Linked DNA regions of Triticum aestivum: region 2 is linked to region 1. A link is a contact called in public Hi-C data. All regions are on one chromosome and are shown on one strand. Each heading gives the region's core, a stretch centred on a gene start, on an enhancer-like site or on the middle of the called end of the contact. The rest is flanking DNA. Distances are from core to core; before and after follow the strand shown.

Evidence for each region. Hi-C and Micro-C count contacts between places; a contact is called where the count stands out from the background.
Region 2: a Hi-C map of leaf shows a contact between it and region 1, with 3 times the contacts expected there. The contact joins the promoter of LOC123150041 here to the enhancer-like site in region 1. A contact is called at or near these places in 5 of 5 Hi-C or Micro-C datasets (leaf, root and an unstated tissue) and 1 of 1 datasets of contacts at active chromatin or transcription factors (leaf).

Annotation. Positions count from the first base shown.
Region 1 is chr1B:696,756,752-696,760,499 of IWGSC CS RefSeq v2.1, reverse strand. No RefSeq gene overlaps it. Among protein-coding and RNA genes, the nearest start is that of LOC123150030, 33 kb to the right of the region's middle. Within about 2 kb of position 1,744, at least 1 of the 8 cell types and tissues checked has an H3K27ac peak or open chromatin away from gene starts, as enhancers often do. A contact at or near this core is called in leaf, where this site is marked.
Region 2 is chr1B:696,804,129-696,807,774 of IWGSC CS RefSeq v2.1, reverse strand. LOC123150041 reads right to left here and starts at 1,267. Exons shown (of 4, transcript XM_044569846.1): 1 at 413-1,267. The coding sequence starts at 676.

The sequences.
Region 1 (3,748 bases), core at 495-2,994:
GAATTAATCCAAGACGCACATCAATTTACCGAGAACCAAACAATGGCACAACATCGAGATTTGTTAACGATGTTCATCGAACATCGGATAATCCCTAGGACATGACTTCAAGCGCTCCTCCGAGTTGATACCCTGACAATATCGCACACTGGCCATCCGGACGCCGACACATGTCGTCGGTTCCCTTTGTGTGTTGTGCTATTATGTTGGCATAAATTACATCATGTGTCTACTCCTACATTACAAATGAGGTCTAAGATACAAGTATCTTACAAGGACACGACTCCATTACTTAAACTTTTTAAGTAATAAAGCGCTCTTTGTTAAAAATGACACGATTTCATACTCCGTCTACACACACCACAACTTCAAGTCTAATTGTAACCTAACTTGTACATGATATTCGATACAACTCTAATATACACAAATACGAGTTTAATTAATTCCAAACATCTCTCACTGCAAGCTTACATAAAACTATGTTTGCTCTTTCTGGTCCTGAAAAATATGATGTTTAAGAAATATTCGACCGGACGTGCGAAAATCATATGTGTGGATAAAAATTAAATATCCGTGCTGCTCCAACAATGAGTCTTTATAAATTTGTAATGATATTAAACAAAAGTAATGACCGAGATGTAGAGAACGATGTGGTCGGTGGAGCTGCAGTGAGTGAAGCTGGCGATGGAGGAGAAGAGCACCCAACAACAATGTGACAACAAACAAATGGAGATGGAGATGGCCGATAATGATTGATCATTCGTCATTCATTATTGGTCCGGTCCATGGCGCCCACGGCAGATGCTAGTGACCTAGTGGGTCCTCACTTTGTCCGCTGTCGACCTTAATTACACGACCTTTGCTGATTGCCTCAGCTAAATGCTAAATGGAGCAAGCTAAGCCAGACCGGACAGAGGAAGAAGAAGCAAATTGAGTACTAATCAAAGTCGTTACGAGTTACTACTTCCTCTGTGGTGTCAAAACTACTTTTATACTTATATTATGATGAGACGGAGAGAGTACCATATATGCAGCAAAGCAAACTGAGCAGCGGTGCCAGCACCTATCTGTTGGAATAGTCATATTGTATCATTGCTGCCTAATCGAGCTTGTTACTTCTCAGCAGTCGCGTGCAGGTTCTTTCTTCCTTTCAAGTTTGCTCCATAGAGACAGAGGTCCTGATGCGGCAATGAGCTCTGCTCACGGCGTGGAGTTGGTGGATGCAGCATTAAGAAGATTTTCACCCCCGCAAGGAATTGATGTACTTTAAAAAATATATAAGGGTGTTCGTAAGAGTGTTCTCTGTGCCACTTAACATGTGCCTTTTTGGCGAAAACATCAACATTTTACTAGTCCAATTTTGACACAAAATAGGATAGATCAACAAATCTGGACGTACAAATATATGGATGTACATGTATAGTCTAGCGTGTCTGTACATGTTTGTTGTCCTACACATACCGGTAGCTTTAGGTAGCCGGACCGGGCATCTTTATTATGGTGGAAATATGTCAAACTTGTTCTTCCAATCGAAGCACCATGAGGCATAGACAGTCTATATATACGTAGCTAGGGTCGTGATTGTTGTTGGATGGAGATCCGATGGTCAGGATCAATTGGCGAAGAGATTTGGAGCTGCCCTCGAAAACCCATGCATGTAGCTACGCGCTATAATACATACGTGATACGTATGCAAGTGCATAAGACAGCATAGCATTCTAGCACTAGTTTGTTTGTTGGACGTTGGGGTTGGTATTTTTTTGTTCTTATTACACACGACCTGCTGCAAGTATATATATAAATGTGGTGCAGCTAGCTACTCCGACGTGCGGCCGCGTTCGTACGCGTGTTGCCAGCGGTTTTCGACGGGTGCTGGTGAAAGCAAAGTTGGACCCGAGGGTGAGATAACAATCACATTCTCCACGCGTAGCCAAGATAGTGAGACGGGGATGCTGCGGCGTTGATGAGTTTGGGACATCGCGCCGTTTCCGGCAGGGGAGAGGGAAAGAGGTTGACGGGCGAGAGCGGTGTTTTTGGCACATGGGACCACGTGCTTCTGATTTTTAAAATGTATTTTAAACATATTTTGAAATATCAAAAAAATTCAAACAAAAATTTGGCGCATACGTCTTGATATTGTACATGCTCATAAAGTCGTTTCGTGAAAAACCGATAACTTATGTGTTACGTGTGAAAAAGACAAAATTTAGTGTTAAAAATTGCTTTTCACAAGACATCATTTTTGTCTTTTCTACACACGCCATAATAAATGTCGATTTTCTCCGAAATTTGACGTGCACACATATAATGTCTAGAAGTATACACCAAATTTTTGTTTGAAATTTTTTCACATTTTGAAATATTTTTTTCGCGTGCAGGAGCGCGGGCTCCCGGGAGCACCAACGGATTTCCATTGACGGGTTTGAGTGTGGGGTGCGGAGGTTCTGGTCTTCTGGATAAGTGGCCTCAGCTTAGAGGGATGGTCGGGAGTGGCGACGAACTGGTGGAGGAGTTGGCTCATACAAGTGGGGGCGTGAGCCAACCTCGGGTGGCGGTGGCAGCTGGTTAGGCTAGTGTTGAAGGAGCGAGTCATGGTGCCGGAGGAAGAAGACGGAGCATGAATATGGGCATATATTAAAGAGTTACCCCCAAATAAAATCTTATATGCACCCAAACAAAAGAGATCGCCCCACCGTTGCCTTCTTTGGAGACATAGATGATGGCACACGAACCCTAGCCTGACCCCTTTCCATTCTCCCTCCCCACTACCGCTGGAGGGAGGCACCGACGAAGCTCGTGCAATCGACGGCGGCGGTGAGGCCTTCAATGGCGGTTGTTTCATTCTCTGCGGAAGCTTGAAGGGAGGGGGGGGGGGGGTCGAGGGGTCCAACAAGCATTGCCGGATCTCTACAGGTGGTGGCGGGGGTAGTCGACGGTATGACGCGTTCGGCCGGAGAAGGCCTTGGTGTGCGGTTGTGGTAATGTCATAGCTGGCCATTGAGCTGCAGTGGGTAGCCCCTGCTTCGATCTAGAGTGGCCAGATTGAGTGGGTTGAGACGACTGCTCCTCCGACAACGCTGATTGGCGACCAGGTGCCGTCATTGTCTGACTCTGGTCAATCCAGGGTGGCTGGAGAGCATGGTGTTGGGCCACCTCCGCCCATGTTGAGGTGGGCTCTTGTGGAAGGTTGGATGATCCTATGCTTTATGTACACATATTCTTGCGGTGGTGAGGAGATCGGTCTTGGATGTTGCGCTGGCAATCCAGATGGCGGCTGCACGGTTGGCTCTCCTACGAGCAGCATGGTGGATTTTTTTTTTGGCAGAAGGGATTGCAAAGTGTAGTTCGGGCAGGGGTCGTTACCATCGACAGTGGCGGAGCCTAGGTTTTGATCCCGAGGCCTTGAGGTGGTCGCAGTGGGTTTCATCTAAGGGTGGACTTGTTACTTTGTTAGCCTAGGTCCCTCCTCGTGGTGTACTTGAGCTGGGAGCCAGCCTATGGGCAATCAGGACCATTTCATTGCAGCCATTGCCAGTGCAACCTTAGCGCTCTTCCGAAGCAATCAAGGTTCATAATGCGAAGCCCTCCTAAGGGTAAATCTTGAGTTCCGTCTTGGTATCCATAACACATTCGTTTGACTTGGTAGTAACTTTTGGCCCCGTGCGTAGCTGGAGTTTCGATGCCGAGCGTCCCATACGTCGTCGTCATGCGTTCGTGCTTGTTGAATTAATTTGTCTCTCGTGTACCA
Region 2 (3,646 bases), core at 18-2,517, 48 kb before region 1:
TGCAGGAGGGTGGGGCTCGGAAACAACAAGGGAGAGAGAAAGCGACATTATTATTTTTGTCTCGACGGCAAGGAGAGGAGAGGAGAGGAATTGGCGGCGGCGGCGGCCGTGGTGCAGGAAGCAATTTGAGAGAGAGCACCTTGTATCTTATTGACCTCTAAAATTGAATTGAATTGAGTTGAATTGCGGCCAAGAAGCAGAATCAGAGTGAGAGAGAGGAAAAACTAGTGTTGGGGTTAATTTTTTATTTTGATGCAACAGGAAAAGAAGAGCCAAGCAAGTGCTGGAGGGAGTTTGATGTGATCTGAGGAGATTGGTTGCAGTGCAGTGGCATGCATGTGCATGTATGCAAGCTAAGACTAATAATGGAGCAGAAGAAATGGGAGGGAGGTGGAGAAGTAGTACTACTCACCAGGTGGTGGTACATGGCGGCGGAGGCGTCGTCGTCGTCGGGTGCAGCGGCGGCTTGATGTTGTTGGTGTTGCTGGTGCAAGAGAGGGAGAGGGAGAGGGAGAGGGAGTTGCGGCGGTTGCGCCGGAGCAGCGGTGTTGGGGGCAGAGGAGAAGGAGGAGTGGTCGGGGTAGGGGTGGGAGAAGAGCGGGGGCGAGTATGAGTAGCCCTGCGGCTGCGGGGAAGGAGAGTAGGCGGAGAAGCTGAAGCCGGCGTCGGCGAACATCTTGCTTCTACTTGTCTGCTGTGCTGGATCTCTCTCTGCTCTGCGCTGCTTTGCTTTGCTTGTAGGAATGAAGGAAGGATGGAAGGATGGAAGGAAGGTAGGTATATGTGATGGGTGGATCTCCGGTCCGGATGGGTGGTCCGGCGGGCGGTGGCGCGAGGAGAGGAGAGGAGGGGAAGGGCTGGACCTAGGCTAGCTGCTGGTCTGCTCTGGTCTGGTCTGGTCACTTTCTTCCCCACACTATATCTCTTCTCTACGTATGAGATGAGATGAGTAGGCCAGATGGGTAGGGGAGGGGAGGGGAGGGGTGAATGAAACAAGGAATGGAGTGGGTTGGGAGAGATTGGAAAGGATGGAGGCCTCCGGGGGCAGGATTTATAGGACAACAAAGGAGCAGAGCAGAGGAGAGGAGGAAGAAAGAGCGGCGGGCGGGCGGAGGAGGAAGAAGAAAGGGACAAAAGAAAGAAAGAAAGAAAGAAAAACAAAGCGTCCATAACATCACATCACACCGCCAACACGGTGCTGCTGGGCTGGCCTCAAGACTCAAGAGAAGAAGAGCCTCACCGGTTGCTCGAATGCTCTTGCTCTTGGTTGCTGCCTGCTGGTGCCGGTAAACAACAGGGAAGGAAGCAACCCGTCTGCTTGTGCTGCATCTCACTCTCCTAAACTACTACTTCCCTTATTACTGCCAGATGCTTACTACTTACTGTCATCTCTCTACACCCAATTGTTATTCTTCTTCTTCTTCTTCTTCAATCAGTGAGGCAGCAGTCCTTCACCTCCTTGCGCAACGCAATCAACACAGGCCACACCCACACACGCCTCTCTCTCCCCACAAGTCTGCGGCTACAGTGCTTACCACTAGCAGCCAGCCAACAAAAATAACCTACACTGCTCCATTCCTACAGTGCCACCCATGTTCCTTCCTTCCTTTATTTGTTTCTTTGTTTGTTTGTTTCTTTGTTTTACCTTTACTTCCTTTTGTATTCATATAATACAAGTGAAACAACCCAGAAACCATACTACAACAACACTGCTAACGCTGGCCGGGTGCAACATAACTAGTACTAGTAAATACTAATACAAATAGCGAACCAACCCGTGGTTGAGATGGTTAGGTGTTCAAATCCTGATGCTCGCATTATTTCTGGATTTATTTCAGGATTTCCGGCGATGCGCTTTCAGTGGGAGGATGACTTCGTAAATCTCAAGATGATATGCCGGCTCAGTCTTTCGGAGGTGCTCATAGGGGTAGGGTGTGCGTGTGTGCGTTCATAGGGATGAGTGTATGCGCGTGTATATGAACGCTTGTGTCTGTACTGATGCTCAAAAAATAGTAATACAAATATTTGCATGGATCTACTAGTACTGCTGCTAACCGGTTCACATCCACCCACTCCATCAATCATTCCTCCATTTCTTCCACTTCTACTTCTACTGCTTCCTCCCCCTCCTAGCTTGCCATCCATCCCCATCTACCCGTCCTAATCACCAACCACATATGCCTAATAAACTACCTTAGCTAGTATCCTGCGTCAAGACCAAAATCTAATTACTTAATCCCAAAATCTAATGACAGGCAGTCAAGACACAAGACGACATCACACACTCCCACCAAGTTTTATTTGTTTCTTTGGCTCATTGCATCAACCTGCAGCTGTGGCTCGCCCCTACGGTCACCTCCGGAGCTCCTTCCTTTTATTGCACCACGCTGCCTCCTTCCTTGCTAATCACACCCAAGCTAACTAGCAAGTTGCATGTACTCCACGACCGCCATCCATTCCACTCGCTCACATTAATCCCGATTCGCCCTCCCCTAATTAAATCATCAGAGTATTCTCCATATGTTAGTTTGCGAAAATGTCTTATATTATGAGACGGAGGGGGTATTTCTTTCTGTATCATCACTGTGCCTTCCTCCTTCATCTCCACTCGCCCGTGGCTAGCGATGTCGCATCGCCATTTCGACCGCGCACTTGGTAATTCCCCTTAGTATGACAAAAGGTGAAGAAGCACTCGAATGTTTTTGGACCCGTGGCCAGAGTGCTTTTTGTAGTCAACCAGACAACGTACACCCTTATTGTGGTCATGTACAAGGAAATAAAAGAATACACTCTTATGTAGGGGCATACACCCACCAAGTCTATCCACTCACATTAATTGGAATTCATCCTCGATTAGTCGTCCACTAAATTACCTTCGCCTTCCTATTATTGTATATATATTACATATAAGCAACTTTTAAAGAAAATAACGACCACCTGCCATCCACCTAGCTAGCTGCCTGGTTGGTTAGTTGTTTATACGCCGCCAAACTCTTTGCCCATCTGTTTTTGTCATTCATTTTCATCTTATTTATGTGTCTCAGATAACCATCCATCGAAGGGCGAAGATAAGCCCCATGCACGCCAGGGTGTGATGGTCACGTGCCCATACACACTATTTTTTATCCGACCACGCTAATAACAACTCGCTACCTTCCACCTAGCTAGTAGGTCGATTTATGTGTCTCAGATAACCATACACACTGTTTATACGCCACCAAGCCCTTTACTCGTCCGTTTTTTGTCATTCATTTCATCTTATTTGTGTGCCTCGGGTGACCATCCATCCAGGGGCGAAGATAAGCCCCAGGCACACCGGGGTGTGACAGCCACATGCTCGTACACACTATTTTCGATTTGAGCGCATAAATTACAACCTGGTACCTTCCACCTAGCTAGCAGGTCGATTTGTTGCCTGTTTATACACCGCCAAGCCCTTTACTCATCACTTTTTGTCGTTTATTTTCATCTTATTTATGTGTCTCAGATAACCATCCATTGAAGGGCAGAGATAAGCCCCATGCACGCCGGGGTGTGACGGTCACGTGCCCATACACACTATTTTTTGATCCGACCACGCAAATAACAACTCGCTACCTTCCACCTAGCTAGCAGGTTGATTTGTTGCCTGTTTATACGCCACCAA